Regions from separate parts of the Gossypium hirsutum genome. Here all the other regions are linked to region 2. Evidence: chromatin contacts called from public Hi-C data. All regions are on one chromosome and are shown on one strand. Each heading gives the region's core, a stretch centred on a gene start, on an enhancer-like site or on the middle of the called end of the contact. The rest is flanking DNA. Distances are from core to core; before and after follow the strand shown.

Region 1 (3,088 bases), core at 157-2,656, 160 kb after region 2:
AAACTTAATTGTAGAAGAGAAAGGGAATGAGAGCTTTTGATTTATATAAGCAATGCGAGCAGAGAAGTCGATTTTAACAACTCAATGACTTCAATAAAAAATTTTAAATTATTTAATAACTATTTTTTAAATTTTAAACTAAAGGGATGAAAATATAAATTTAGTATTAGTTTAATGATGTTACGGTGTAATTTATCTTAAACCTAATTTCGTACTAAAGTAGTAAACCAAAGGCCAAATTCAATTCATTGAATGCGACATTCCAAAACAATAAAGAAAAAACAGCAAGAACGTGGGAGACAAGACAAACAATGAAACAACCCTTTTGTGCCTGTCAAACTTTGACACTTACAACAAAAACACGACACCGGGGGAACCTGCACTGGATCTTTCTTTCACACCAAACACTGTGTTGGAGGGACTCGTCTTTTCTCAATATAAATCGATTTTAAGTAGTTTAAATTTTGTATTGGTTTAATAAAATATAATTATTGGATTTAATTTGCAATTTTAAAATTTATTTTACATATAACTATATATATTATGCTTTTAAATTATATTTACATGTATATATAATATATAAAAATATTTTAAAAAATTAAGAAACTCAAAGTAATATACCAAACTACATCTATATCGATATACAAGAATATTAAAAAATGCATTTATAGTATAGTATTTGATTATTTTGTTTATAAAAATATTATGGAGATTCTTATACTGTGAGTCAAATTATATTTTGTTCTTTTTTAACTCAAAAAATAAACCAATTAATTTTTATGTACTAGATTAAAAGGTAAATTAATCATTCTATTAAAAATTAGTTCTTGTACCATAACACGTCACATGTATTATTTAATTAATAATAGAAATAAATTAAATTTTTAATAAAAATAACAAATTTACCCGATGTTTACTTTCACCTAAGTCCATCAAAAGCCGTTCAACTTCCATCTTTCCAAAAAAACTGGGGGACTTTTTCACACTTACTTTGAAGAGTCGCCGCCACCATTCCACAGAACTATTGCTTGGACTTTGCTTTTATACTGTACAGCCAGCTGGATCATATGAATTTTACAAACCATCCTCATTTATTTAGCTTTCATCTTGGAGAAAAATACTTTAAAATAATATATTTATTTCAGATTTATAGAATTTTAAAAATAAAAATAAAAACATTTTATGCATATTGCTTTCCTTGCCAAATCAATTTTAAATTATTAAAAGCAAACCCTAAATTCATGATACTTTCAAACTATGTCGTTTAAGAATTAGGAACCAGAAAAGATTCCGTAATATTCTTGCTTTTTCCGTTTCCAACTCACGTAATGTACGGCAGCTTTCCTCTTTTTTTAATTTCTCTTTCTCCTGTTCTCCACCAATATAAATATACATGCTTTCAAGAGGGTGTTTAGCTTAGCTCAACAATTTTCTTGCACCTCAAGTCGGCTGCTTTCAGCTTTCAGCACCTTCATCTACCTTTTATTTTAGTATTTTTTTTTTAAATTTACTGTCGACATCACCAAAACTATTAATACTTATTGGGCTTTGATTCTTTGTGTGTGTTCTCTGAAAACAACGCCATTAACATTTTCTCTTAAAACCTCTCCCAGAATCTACTTCAAGAAGACAAACCTCAAATATTTCCAAAGTAATGTCCTTCATCTTCTTTATTAAAAAAAAACTGTTCTTTGTTTCTTTCTCTTCTATTGTTTTGTTTTCAGTTAGGCAATTTTGTGGTAAATGGTTGTTCATTGGTCATACTTATTTCTAACAGTTCACTGTTACATGTTTGATAAGATTTTTGGTTTCTGTCTAGGGTTTTACTATAACATCTCTAAAACCCTTTGTGCTTGTATAGTAGGATAGTTGCTCGTATGTTTAAATATATTAATTAGGCTGCCTCTAGTGATACTTAGAAACCAAAAGAAGATTCTTGAAAGAAATGCCTTCATTTTATTACTACTTTGTCGTATGCAATTTGTGCTACTCCCCTCACATTTAGTCGTATTTGTACAAATCGTCGTTGCTTCTAATGATACATTTGTCGCAAATTCAGAACTTTCTTGGCAATGATCGATTGAATATTCTTCATATATATGGTGTTTTCTGATAGGTTTGGGCTGGTTCTACTGTTAAAATACAGAGTTGGTCGGTTAAATCGTTTTTTTGTTAACCGAATCGACGGGTTGCCCTCCCCAGCTTCTCTATTTAACTCATCTCCTCAATTCAGCCCTTCTGCTATATTTGAATTGTATACCTTACTTCACTATATATTTCTTTTCCAGGGCAGAAATAAAGGTATTGCTAGAAATTTGATTAAAACAAGTTGTTCATGGCACTTGCACGGGTTGCCAGGAGTGGCTTGAGAAGATCAGGTGGTGTCGTTGGTAGTAACACGACTGAGAGGAATATCTTCTTTGAAAGATTATCCGGTTCCCTTGAAAAAATCAATGTGCACAGCAATTTGACATCCCTTTCCACCATAAAAGGGTTGAATCACATGAATTTTTGGAGCAGGGGAATAAGGACAACCCCACATTATCAGTTTCCTTTAGCTGACCGACTAGTGGAGACAGAGTCGGAGTCGGAACATGATGAACCAAGGTATCCAGGACTAGAGGCAACCAAGCCAGGCGAAAAGCCTAGAGTGGTTGTCCTTGGTACTGGATGGGCAGCATGCCGATTCCTCAATGGGCTTGACACCAAAGCCTATGATGTTGTTTGCATATCACCTCGAAACCACATGGTTTTCACCCCTTTGCTTGCTTCAACTTGTGTTGGAACTCTTGAATTCCGCTCGGTTTCCGAGCCTGTTAGCCGGATACAGTCTGCATTGGCAACAAGCCCCAATTCATACTTCTATCTTGCTTCTTGCATAGGCGTTGACACTAACAAACATGAGGTGCGTTAATGTATGCCAGAAATATTATATTTTACAGTATCTACATTCTCCTCTCTAATCATTCTGTATGTAGTATTGTGCAATAACATGCATATACTCATGATTGTTATTGGTTCAGAAAAACATGCAAGAGTGAATTGTCTTATTATAAAATGAGATTCCATGTTCTTTGCTTGTCAAGTT
Region 2 (3,010 bases), core at 413-2,912:
AATCCGTAATTCATCAAGGTGTTTATGCAGTTTTGTGAAGGGAAACATAGATTCTCTATTGCTCTCAATGCTACTTCTCTTGTTTTCGAAGAGGTTGATGACTTCGGATCCGAAATTCGTAGTAATGCACGAACTGATTCCTCCCCAGAAGCTACGTTTTGAAGCAACTCCATTGAATTAATCAGCACGATTTCTTCTTTTGATCTTGTTAGCTTGATGAATGTTGCAATAGCACCTTCTTCGACCATAAACCTCTTAATCTCTTCAACACCAACAAGGTTTCTCAACACCCCACAAGCAAGACCAATTAGTTCCCCTCCAAAATCACCGCTTGAACATATTTTCAAGAGTGCCGTCACCCCACCATGAGCTGAAACAGACCATGCATTGTCTGAATTTACAGTCAATGTCTGAAGACACCTAACAGCTCCTTCTTTGCCCAAATTACTGCCGGTTTCCAAAATCCGATTTAAAGGGCCAATAATCCCAGCTTCAACTAAAACCCCTTTATACAAATCAAACCCAGAGATTAAAGATACAATCTTTGAAGCTTCTTCTTGAATTTCCATCTCTGGTGAATCAAGAAAATCGACCAACAATTTCACAATGTCACTAACTTCAAGTGCTACAAGTTTCATGTACCTTTCATCTTCAGCCATAAGTTGATATAAATTCACCAAGGACTGCCTTTTCATTTCTATATCACCAATCTTCATCCTTGTCAACAAATCTCTTACATAGAACCTCATGTCATCTTTACAAGCACCAAAACCAGGCCTGGAAACAACGATGGCGAAACCATGGCTCAGAACCCCAGCAGTGTAAATCCCTGAAAGATTCTTTACATGGAGATCAAATTTTGCAACCATCACATCAAGGTCATTTTGCATCAGGAGCTTTCCACTGTAAGAAAGATCCACACATCTTCTCCCGAGATCATAACACTCGTTTACAGTTGCCAAAATGGAAGGAACCACGTCAGAGAAGGCCGCTGCGTTTTCACTTGAATCACAGTTTCCAACAGCCATCAACCCAGAACTCATCTCTTCTAGCTTCTTTCGAATGAGTTGCCATTTAACATTAAAAACTTTGATAGAATGTGAAAGAGAAATCAAAGAAGATATAACCTGAACAGCCTGCTTGATACTAGATTTCATTGCACTGAAAGATTCTATTGAATTCTGGTGCTGCTTTTGCATTGGTTTCTCTTCTTCTCCCATTTTTTTCCCCTTTTTCTTCAAATTCAATGCTTGCTTTGAAGGAAGGAATCTAACACTGTCTAAGAAGAGAGAGAAAGAGGGCCACTGACTGCAGATATCTAATCTAAAGTTATCTTTTCATTTTGCAGCTGCAACTGAAATGGGGGTCTTTAATTTTATATTTAGAATAGAGGGCTGACCGTTTAGGTGGTGTAACAGTGACAAGTCAATAGGATGAAGATAAGGGTATAAATTTCTGCCATAATAACAAGGGTTAAAACTTAAAAGGGTGGCTGAAGCTCACAGCGTGAAAAGAACTGAGGAGGGAGATGGTTAAAAGGAAAAAGAAAAGTAGTGTATCTGATTCTGATCAGTGATAAAGGACTTGAAAGGTTTCATCTCTTTATTGACGATTGTATTTGTAGAACACTGTACATGCATGAATGGGGTTTTGCAGTGGGTTGCTGTGGGGGCACCTATCAACAATAAGGTTTCTTTAAAATCTCATCAGATCTCATGAACTTTCTATTTACTTTTCCACCGTTTCAATTTAATTGTATTGTAATATGTACAAGGTAAGAAAATGAATTTATGATAAAAATTTGAATTTTGATATAACGTAAATCAGCCTTAATTGGATTGTAATTCGTACGAGGTAAGAAAATAAACCTTAATTCTTAATTAGTCAAATGTCATCATTGTTTGTCCATAATCAAATCAATCAACAAATCTTGTTGGCTCATCTTTCCCACGTTAAATGTTAGTTTCTTTCTTCCATTATTTTTGGAGCAATTGCCCATATTTTTCTATAACTGCCCTAGATTTGATGAATATGTCAAAATAAAAGAAAAATTAAAGAAATAGGTTATTTTATAATATATTTAAAGAAATAAATTGATTTTTAAACACGACGTTTTTTTTTTCTTTTCAAAATCTGCCAAATAGAAAGTGCAGTGATTTAAATCTAAATCTTTTACATATCACTCCAACTTAGATAAAGATGAAATGGTAGAATGAAAAAAAATAAAAAAGCATCTACTATTACATAAAAAAAAACTTTATTTTAGATTTAAAAAGATTCAATTAAGTTGTTTTGAATTTTTCTTTATTCAATTGAGTCTGAAACTAATAAAATTGATCAAATAAGCTTTTTAACTGGCGTTTATCGTTAATATTTAACTGCAACGCTAATATGGCTGTTAATAGATACCATGCCAGCGTCGATTGATGACGTGGTGGTGCTACATCAACACCAATTGTTAACGTGGTAGTGTCATGCCAGCAAAATAAAAAAAATATAAGAAAATATCTAAATTTATATTTTTAAAATAATTGCAAAATAAATCTAGATAAAGAGGTGTCGACAAGTGATTGTCTGTGTTCATTTGAACGTGGACACCTATTTATCTAGATTCATTCTGTAATTATTAAAAAAATAAAAAAAATCATTAAAGTTTACTAAAATTTATAAAATTTATTAGAAATTATTTAAAAATCATAAAATATATTAAAAATTATTAAAAACCATAAAAATTTAGAAAAAAAGATTTTTTAAAATTATAAGAAATTAATTAAAAATCAAAAAATTATAATTATTTAAATTATTTTTATAAAAATTATATTCCTCATTTTGATTAAATTATTTGATTAATATAACTTGTGCAAATTGAAAAATGAGAGGCAAAAATATGACAAAAAACTGTTAATCTTAATTTTATGATATAAGTTGTTGATCTTTTTTTATTTAAAATATAAAAATAATAAAATAAATTTTACAAAATTTATAAAATTGTCTGATTTTTAATTAATTT
Region 3 (2,989 bases), core at 146-2,645, 230 kb after region 2:
AAAACATTGAAAAAAAATCAGTTCAACCGTTTGATTCCCAAGTCAACTGATCTAATGGCTTTCTTTGGACAAATAACCTTATTGATTTCAATCTAATTATTTTGATCAATCCTATCCTAATCAAGTTTTCATGGTCTTTTTTAAAATTCCTATATGTTTATATCAAATTTATTATTTTAATATTTGTATTTTTTATGATTTTTGTATAGTTATGCATTTTTAAATATGTTATATTAATTTTATAAAAAATTAATGATTTATTAGATATTTTGTATTTTATAATATTGATAAGTTTGTATTATTTTTTATAAGTTTACATAAAATTTAATATTTATAAATTTCTATTCTTTTATAAAATTTTTTAATGATTTTTAATTATTCTTATAACAAAATATTAGATTAAAATAAAAGTTATCATATGTTACTGTATGATTGGTCTATTAATTCATTTTAACAATTAACGTAATCAATGACGAAAATTATTAACGCCATGGTTGAATTAAAAATTTATTTTTAACAAGAATTTAATATTTTTGACTATCTATGAATAGATTTTTGACATATAATTGTTTTTTTTAATACAGCTGAGGTTGAATAAAATTGAAGTTTGGATTTCAAAAATAAATGTGTGAAGCATTTAAGTTGAATTAAATATAAAAAAAAAATGTTACCGCTTAAGGCTATCTTTTATCAACACCACTTTGATTAACTTCAAACGTATTGATGAAATCATGATGACACCCAAAAGCAAAGAATTATTGCCCTGGTATTTAAGAGTACTAACGTTGAAAACGCTTGCAAGCTTCTACCTTGGGATGATAGACCACCAATATCAAGAGAGACCCATCCATGATGCTAATCACCATTTAACGCCTTCTTTATCATTACTTTAAGCTCAATTAACGAGGAAAACTGAGAAGGAAACATTTACTGACGAATGCAGTGGAAACTATTCAAAATCAAAGCTGCTGCTCTCCATTACTACAACACCCTGTTTCTCCATTACTTTTGACACAAAACAGGATCATCCCCTAGTAAGACAACACTCTGGATGGCACTCAAATCAGGGTTTTCCACCCCTTCACTTTTTTTTGGATTTAAAATTGAAGTCTAGTTATTATCCTTCCTTAAAATTAGTTTTATTAAATTTATCAATTAATATTTTAAAATTTAAAAAAAATATTAAAATTATTAATGTATTAATGACATTAATTAATTATTGTCGAAAAAATTATATATAATCATGTAACATTTTAATAAAAAAGAAGATATTAAAAGTTAAAATATAAATATTAAATGTGAGAATAATCAAAATGGTTAAAGAGAAGAGAGAGATGTGAATGCAGACTTTTGGTTTATATATAGTGTTATTGGTTCTGAGTTGAAAATCTCATTGCAATGAGAGATTGAGATATTATATGCAGAAATTTACACCCAACCTGAGTGTAATTTGTCTCACAATTACAATAAACCATTATCTGTTTTATTTGTTTTTATATTTATAGGTCTCCTCAACGCAAAACAAAGAAGAGAGCGAGAGTATCTAATCATTTCCAAATGCCTTTAAATTGCTCAACCCTTGGTTTCAGAGTCCCCCATCTCCTGCCACAAACCAACTACATAGCTTCCACTACCTACGTGGGAAGCTGCTTCCCTACGCATAGGACAAAAACCCACCCACACAACTTCCACATTGTTTCTCAGTTAAAGTCTAACCAAAACTTCTCTTCTTCTTCTTCTTCTTCTTCTTCCTCAGTAATGGAAGAGCAGAGAGAGCTTGTTGTTTCACCAGCTCAAGCACAAGAAGCATATGCCAAGGAATTGGATGTCGCTATCAGGGCTGTTCAAATGGCCTCTTCTCTCTCTCTCAATCTTCAACACACTTCACTTCATTCCAAACATGACAACTCTCTTCTCACTCTGCCAGGTACATCAATCACCTTTTCTTTCCTTTTAACTCTGCATCTTGGGTGGTTAAATGTAACCCAGAACGTGGATACTTCCAGTACAAGGTACAAAGAACTAAAATACCATTCACTATTTCTATAACATGTAATTTTCGATCTATTTAGCAAGAATGAAATACGATTTATTGGACATAAAATTTTGGGGAATTTGCGCATATAGTTTGTGTTTATGTGAACCCAATTTTACATAAATAAATTTCGAAATTTGTCAAGTTTTACTTTATACTTTTATATTATATTATATGCTGATACAATCAGATTTACAAATTTGGATCACTAGTGTTTCTATGTACCAATTCAAAGTTAATGATTTTTAGTACAAGCTGAAATTGATATATGAGGATAATTGCTGCGTTGCCAATGTTTTGTTGACAAATAAGGGGTCATGAAAAGGATTTGATGCCTACAGTTAAAATGCTGACCACATCTCTCATTTAATTGGGCCTTAAAATTTTGAGTGGGAGAAACTATTCCTGGTCACCCATTACGTGTGGAGCAATGCCTGAGAATGGAGAGATCAGTAGGTCCATTAACATACCCTAACTTCAATCCCATAACAAATTGATGGCCATTCAATGAAGTACTATGTTACTCGTATTTGGATGGATACATGTCTAACATGAGTTTATTAAACTTTTTTCCAACTATTTTTTCATCTGCTTGAAGATCCTTGGAAAGTCATATCCCCACACTTCTATTTCCTTGCTTATGCTTGCAAAATCCATCTTAGATTAACCAAAGATTCCTACTTTCTAGATTGGAGCGTTCATGCAGCGGTAAGCTGGATACTTTCTGAATCCTTCGGCTGCCAAAATGTGTCTATTCTTGGCAACAAAGATGTTCAAAGCCTCTCTAAAGCTGATGCAGCTGACCTGCTAGATGCTGTGGTGAAAACAGTCAACGATTGTCTAGTTGAGGCACCTCATTTTGGGCTTAAGGGTCCTGAAACGCGGCTCAGGAGTTTGGATGTACTCGAAGCTATTAGTCGCTGCAATTCATCAGGAGGTCCTACTGGAAGATTT

The links. A called contact is a pair of places that touch in the nucleus more often than the background predicts.
Region 1: a Hi-C map of leaf shows a contact between it and region 2, with 2.4 times the contacts expected there. The contact joins the promoter of LOC107945906 here to the promoter of LOC107948137 in region 2. A contact is called at or near these places in 6 of 34 Hi-C or Micro-C datasets (anther, callus, leaf and 1 more).
Region 3: a contact with region 2 is called in a Hi-C map of leaf, with 4 times the contacts expected there. The contact joins the promoter of LOC107945895 here to the promoter of LOC107948137 in region 2. A contact is called at or near these places in 5 of 34 Hi-C or Micro-C datasets (callus, leaf and petal).

The regions. Positions count from the first base shown.
Region 1 is chrA06:91,793,684-91,796,771 of Gossypium_hirsutum_v2.1, reverse strand. It overlaps LOC107945906 (internal alternative NAD(P)H-ubiquinone oxidoreductase A1, mitochondrial), which reads left to right and starts at 1,406. Exons shown (of 8, transcript XM_016880068.2): 1 at 1,406-1,651; 2 at 2,294-2,905. The coding sequence starts at 2,336.
Region 2 is chrA06:91,951,096-91,954,105 of Gossypium_hirsutum_v2.1, reverse strand. It overlaps LOC107948137 (vacuolar protein 8), which reads right to left and starts at 1,662. Exons shown (of 1, transcript XM_016882604.2): 1 at 1-1,662. The coding sequence starts at 1,220.
Region 3 is chrA06:91,722,400-91,725,388 of Gossypium_hirsutum_v2.1, reverse strand. It overlaps LOC107945895 (PAP-specific phosphatase HAL2-like), which reads left to right and starts at 1,395. Exons shown (of 3, transcript XM_016880047.2): 1 at 1,395-1,927; 2 at 2,724-2,989. The coding sequence starts at 1,558.